2 separate regions of the Drosophila melanogaster genome follow, and region 1 is linked to region 2. The links are chromatin contacts, called in public Hi-C maps. All regions are on one chromosome and are shown on one strand. Each heading gives the region's core, a stretch centred on a gene start, on an enhancer-like site or on the middle of the called end of the contact. The rest is flanking DNA. Distances are from core to core; before and after follow the strand shown. Region 1 holds the start of CG4301. Region 2 holds the start of U2af50 (U2 small nuclear riboprotein auxiliary factor 50).

The links. Hi-C and Micro-C count contacts between places; a contact is called where the count stands out from the background.
Region 1: a Hi-C map of the Kc167 cell line shows a contact between it and region 2, with 4 times the contacts expected there. The contact joins the promoter of CG4301 here to the promoter of U2af50 in region 2. A contact is called at or near these places in 6 of 107 Hi-C or Micro-C datasets (the D17-c3 cell line, the Kc167 cell line, the S2 cell line and 2 more).

Annotation. Positions count from the first base shown.
Region 1 is chrX:16,404,090-16,407,489 of dm6, forward strand. It overlaps CG4301, which reads left to right and starts at 1,420. Exons shown (of 9, transcript NM_001258783.2): 1 at 1,420-1,643. The coding sequence starts at 1,641. CG9981 reads right to left here and starts at 1,033. Exons shown (of 9, transcript NM_001272682.2): 1 at 700-1,033; 2 at 408-626.
Region 2 is chrX:16,357,140-16,360,370 of dm6, forward strand. It overlaps U2af50 (U2 small nuclear riboprotein auxiliary factor 50), which reads right to left and starts at 1,900. Exons shown (of 5, transcript NM_057543.4): 1 at 1,672-1,900; 2 at 504-1,067; 3 at 345-433; 4 at 156-278; 5 at 1-78. The coding sequence starts at 1,684. PIG-Q (Phosphatidylinositol glycan anchor biosynthesis class Q) reads left to right here and starts at 2,004. Exons shown (of 8, transcript NM_001298394.1): 1 at 2,004-2,847; 2 at 2,911-3,019; 3 at 3,084-3,219. The coding sequence starts at 2,201.

The DNA.
Region 1 (3,400 bases), core at 170-2,669, 46 kb after region 2:
TATTTTCAAAAGTAAATGAAGGTCTTTGAGCTATGGACTCTCTGCTTCTGGGCATTCGTAGACAACTATAGAGCCGACTAGGCGATACCCTATAATTACTTCTTGTTTATTTGATATGTGGGCAAGAAAGAACTAAAAGTAAGTATTTTAAGCCCGAAAATATAGTGTAAATTATACCCAATGGTGTAATTTATAATCTATAATCTATATGATAAACTTTTTCCCGAATGTGGAAATGAATGTCGTTGTTGATTTTCGATCAGCTTAAAAGCTAACGCCATAAAGCTTTTGCTAAAGCTTAAATGGGTTACCGTCTCTGGCAAAGCTTTAACATAAAAAATTTACATTCTTTATTTTATTGAAATTCTTATAAAAATCAAGAGTTAATTAAAAAATAGAAAATTAACTTAAAACTGACATTGTTAGTTAGCTATGTTAAGAGGTATTAATAGGGCAAATATGGAGGATGCTTGAAAACATTCGATATGTTTAAAATATTACTCATCCGCCATGTTGGCTTATCCTCCATTGCTAGCTTATGCTTAAGATCATGGCCTCTGTTCTCCACGAATGCCTTCTGATGGGTGGTTTTCCTATGGCTCCAAAGTGCATGTAATTATCATATTCTGTAATTGATTATCATATCATACGTTTGCCATTCACAACTTACTTAATATCTCCTCCGTAATGGTAGCTTACACCAAAATGCAAAAATGCAACATAGATAGGATTATTATATTTGACTTCCTTTCTTTTCTTATCGTATAGTCTTCATACCATTCGCGAATAGTTTACCATTGACTCATGTCGAAGCCCGTTATAAGTTTCATCGGTCATGGAACATTCGCTTTTGGGATAAGTGAGTCAATGTGGAAGTTGCACGATTTTAGATAGGCTTGTCCGTAAGCCCCGACGGATATGTAATGTGTTCGTGTGTGAAGTCCGTTCAATGCGTTCAATGTTGAGCGATAAGATTGTTGTTATCGACATTATCTCTTCTACAAAACCGCTGGCTTATTCGCTCGCGAGAGCGAAAAAAACAAAATCTATATTAAAAAATAAACAAAAAATGAGCTAAGAGAGTAGCTCTGAGGATCGTATGGCCCAGCATGGTACTACCAACTATTAAAGAGTGCCAATGCACTGACTATGAACGCATTTAGGAATATGTATCTAAATGTTGGTAAAACCCCGGCCTGGGTGCGATATGGGTACGGTATGGGTTTGGCTATGGGAATAAATAATGGCGTATATATGCACACATATATATATTTATATATATACATATATATAATATACATGAACATGCATGGAAAGGTCCGCCAGGCTAGCCCATGTGAATGGCGACTTTGTTCGTGGTATCGGTATCAACAATTCTTCGACAGTTTGCCAATAGATCAGTTTGCGCGTGGAAGGTCTCTCTTTCCTTTCGATTCTGTGTACAATAATCTATATGTATAGTATATATACAAAAGTCTATATATATTATATCTGTGATCCATAAGCGGTCTTGTACATACATATATTTTATTTCGCCCGCAAAGCTCGCTGTTTGTTTACCCGTTTGTTTGGCCAGAGGACTTCCGGTGCAAAACGACTCAGCACTACAACTCTTCAAACTCAAATTAATCGCCAGAAAAATGGTAGGTTTGACCATCGCTCAGATATTTCAACTAAGAAAACATTCTGGCATTCGAATATTTTTACATTCTGCAACAAATTAGCATAGCTTCATGGGTTTTGAAGAATCGTGTGTGTGTGTGTGTGTGTGCGAAAAGATTATGTTTTAATATTTAAAAAAAAAACCAACTATTCAATTTACAAAACTATCTCAAAGACCTACGACTTAAGACTTAATACGCCAATTAAATTGTGAAATACAAGGTGGTCGTGTAAAGCTATCGTTCTCCACTACATATGGCCTTTAAAGTGATAAAGCTTTGTGATAAAAGAACTGCCCCTGGATGTCGTCGATATCCGTATCTCTCTTATCGAAATTTATGGACCGTAAAATGACGAGAAGATGTTGAATTTGGATAGAATTTAACCACGATCATGGTGACGAACGGCTGGATGGATATACGTATATATATCTTACGCTCTGCACTACAGTGAACCCAACCCAAGTGGGAAACATGCCATCCAAATGTCGCTCCAAATGTATCCCGGGCACGGTGCCGATTAGTCAGCTGATGTGCTCGCCACCTAGATATACGTACTCATAATCTTATCAGTTTTTTGGCAGTCTACATATAGGCGGTTAGATATGGGTGGGTCTCGCTGCTCCGGAAAGCTTCAATACTGGCTGCTCCAAGAAGAGAATGTACACTGGGTGAGGATATGGGAGGGACTATGGACCCGGTGCTCTTGCACGGATCTCAGTTAATCAGTTGAGCAAGTACGTCTTGGCAGACGGTGGCTCTCATGAGCACGTGCACGTTGTTCGCTGTTAACTGAAAGCAAAAGACTCGAATGCATTGCACTCCCTAAACATCTATCATCTGATAGCCAATAATAGCGTGTTGCGTACCATTATAACAATAACAACGCACCGAGTGCAACAATCATGTTAACTCGATGGAACACTACTTTCAAACACCTCGGAGAGGATTGGTCTATCCTGAACGAGAGTGTGCGAGCTTCGGCAATTGGAAATTGATCGGAAATAACTTACTCATCGGAATCTAGCGAAGAGATTACCTGGCTAGTCGGCTATTGGTTTCAAAAAAAAAAACAAAAAAAAAAAAGTAAAGACGAAAAAAAAAAAACTGTTATTACCGATAAGCAATACGACGAATTCGTGGTAACGAAGTATTTTAGAGAGATACCAAAATCGGTCAGTTTTAGTCAGTTATGCTATTGTTTCGCGTCGGTGCCACATTGTCCCCAATACCTCTCAACAATTGTTAATGAACCTCGTGAGGATTGAAGCCCCAGCGCAGTGGATAAAGTCAAGGGATCATCATGGGCAAGTTCTTCGAGAGATTGTTTCAGAAAAGGGTGAGTCCACAGCTCGATGTTGTGTAATATCAACAGCAAAAAAAAAACAGTGAACATAAGGTTTTCTTCAGTACATGTACATACGTGTGTGAGTGTGTCTCCAAATCCATCAGTGAATTTCTATATATTAGATAAGCCTCAGCTATAAAGCAACGTCGTTTGTCGATATGCGAGTGTGAAAAATAGATAGCGTCGCTTAGATAAAGTGGATTGCAACTTTATAATCTTGGATCTCCATCGCACGATTCTTTTGGCTGGCTTGGAAATCCCGAGTTTTTCCAATTGGTTTTTAATCTCCACCAATGGTTGGGTTTTTCAAAATATTTGGGTTTTTTTTTTGGTTTTCTTTTCCTAAGTTGACTGATCGACATTTACATGTGACAACGTGTGAGTCAGTCTT
Region 2 (3,231 bases), core at 650-3,149:
ATTCTTGGCGCCCACACTGGCTCGTTGGACAATCAGTTTTTTGTCACCCAGCTGCATTCCATTTAGGCCAGCAATCGACTACAAATTTTATTAGGAATCGAAAGAGAGTTAGAGTTAAGATTGTGTTTGTTTGCAATTTTGAAGTAGTTTCGTACCTGATCTGTGATGCTAAGATCGACATATTCACAGAAAGCATAACCCTTACTCAACCCAGTAGCGGCATCCTTAACCAGGTTGAAGGCTCGTAGCTTGCCAAACGACAAAAGCAGTTCCTTAACCTACAGCAGCAGAAGATACAAATGTTTATGAGAATTCGAATGGAAACGTTTCAATGTTGAACCAACCTGATCGTCATTCAGATAGTTTGGTAGACCTCCGATGAAGATTTTGTGAGGCGAGTCCGGAACCACTGTCGAAATAACTCCACTGGAAACTGGAATGTGGAATGGTGGTTATTTGATTAGACCGTGTGCCAATGAAAATTAGGATATTTGTTTACTTACCAACAGCGGGCTTAATTGCCGGCGTATCTGTTATACCCGGCATGGGCTGGTAATCGTGCGGACGCCTAATCTTTAAGCTCTGCCCCTTCAAATTGATGCCATCGAATGCCATGGCCTGGGTGGTTTCATCAATCGATCGGAATTCGAGGAAAGCAAAGTTTTTGTCCAAGTTAATTTGGCATGCCAAGACGGGACTGCCGGCCGCCTGGGCGAGCCCAACTAAATGCATCTGTTGGTTGAAGAACTCCATCATTTCCTCCTCGGTGACGCCAAACGGAATGTTGCCAACGTACAGGCGACGCGCCTGTCGGGTAATTGTCGATCCGACCACGGGCACTGCCGTTTGTGGTGTATCCGGCACAACGCTTGCCGGGATTTGTCCGGACGCCTGCATGGCTTTGTATTGCATCGGGGTGATGTGCTCGAATCCCGGCGGCGGTACATCCCAATAAAGCGACGGCTTGCGCCTCGAGTTCCGGTGATGGCGTCGATCCCTGGAGCGTTCGCGATGGCGGTCCCGAGAGCGGGAACGATGTCGGCGTCTCTCGCGATCGCGTTCACGGTCTGCAAATACGATAGGAATTAAATATGTTGATTCTCCAATCGCTATTTTCGCAAATGTGTCCCGTCCCTGTCCACCTCACCCAGGAAGAGCACACAAATTTAGCCATACACACGGGCACACGCGCATATGTAAGCCATGAACAAGGACACATTTCGGTGTATGGTGTATGGTTAGAAGCATTTATGGTCATAAGAACTCGCCTTTATTGTCGATATTCACATATTTATCTTCAAAATTCATTTCCATCCCGAAATGCACTGTATTCTATTAAAAATAGACTCAAAACTCAACGTATGTACGTATGTATGAATGTATGAATGAGCGAAACATCGAAATAGAAAAAAAAACAACCGGTCTAGAATGAATGCGATTATTAACAAAACCCTAATTCAACAGACCTTTTTTACATATAAAAAAAAATGAAACAAGGAGCAGGCTGCGTTGCCGCGATAAACAAATTCAGTTGCACATTTTTCACTTTCTTTGCATACATTTATAGTTGTATGTATGTATGCATACATATATATACATAAACATCTATTTATGCACACTTGGGCATCAAATTCAGTGCGGCCCTTTACTTGCTCTCTTCATTGAACTCACCATCATATCCCATTCTTGTTGCTAAATAAAATTAATATTTCTTAACACGAAAACAATTTTAACTCTTTAAAATGCCGAAGAAAAATGTGTCCCTCTATTGCGTATATTAACGCAAATATAAAAGAAACGACTTAAAAAAGAACACGTGAAAACTGAGAAACAATGGAATGGACCACCGATAGCCGAGGGCTAACAGTGCGACACTGGCAGTTTCGAAGTGTCGTTGAACGATTTATCGACATAAATTTCACTTGTAGGGTGTCCATTACTGCAAAATATTTATATAAATTATTATACATAATCATACATAATAATATAATAATAATAATATACATACATACATAAAAATACACGCTTAAGCGACATCTGACATATACGATTCTGCAACTATTCTGTACTCCCTAGTTTGTTAATCAACAAACGGTGACGTCACACTCAATTGTATACCACCTTCTCAAGCATGCTGTATTTGTTTTGTTTTGATTGAGAGAAGAAATACCGGTGTTTTTGTCAGTTAATCGATTATATTATGAGCATTAAGATATATTTACCGGTCAACTATTATTACCTCAATAAGTCAACCAATTTGTACGGCCAAGTGCAAATAAATGAAGATAATGTCGTATCGTATTACGTGCTGGAAGCATCAGATTTGGAGTTCAGTGACAAGGCCATAAATCATGAAAAGGGCAATCTGCGTTTCCTGGGCTCTATTCTCAACGAGGATTTCAATGCGGACCAGAACCAATTTCTTAAGTTCAATATGCGATTGTGTTTCACATACAATAGCAGTCAGGCGAATATAACACTGGTTTATTTGGGCATTACGCCCGAATATCTGAAGCACATTAAAGTGATTCTCTACGACAAGCAAATGGTACGAAATCTGTTCGTATCTGGTGAATCTGAAAATAGGCGATCTTTGGAATACAATGATAATGATAGCACCGATTGCGACTTTCTGGAGCTCTCTAGACTGAATCAACCAACTGCTGACAACCAAAACAAGGCAAACAATAATGCCAACAAGAGTATCCAATATGGCTTAACACTCATTGCCGATTCTCCAATTAAGATATTCGAATATATGGCGGAAAATGTATTTATCAACAGCATTATGGTTCACACAACTATTTATAAGCATTTCAAGGAATGGCAGACAGCATGTGATAAAAGGTAGTTGGGTTAAATCGATGATGCTAAATATCATATTACTATTACTTAGTTTCTATCAAGCAGATCTCGACCGGCTAATATAGTTCTTGATAGAATACTGGGGATTATATTGATGCTAATACTATTTACGCTTGCCACACAGCCTGGTGATTTTCTAATACAAATATCTCATGTATGTCCGCCATACAAATTTGATTTTACATATGTGACATTAACTTATTGCTTATCTATTGTAGTACGTTATTGACGAATTGTACGGCCTGTTGAAAGTATTAGAGGGCAGTCCCATTGGCCTCAAGCTAAATATACATTTAAATAATTTCTTTCTCGACTGCTTCAAATATCATATTGAGCTGTGGTCAACATTTTTGGGTAAGCTTTTGG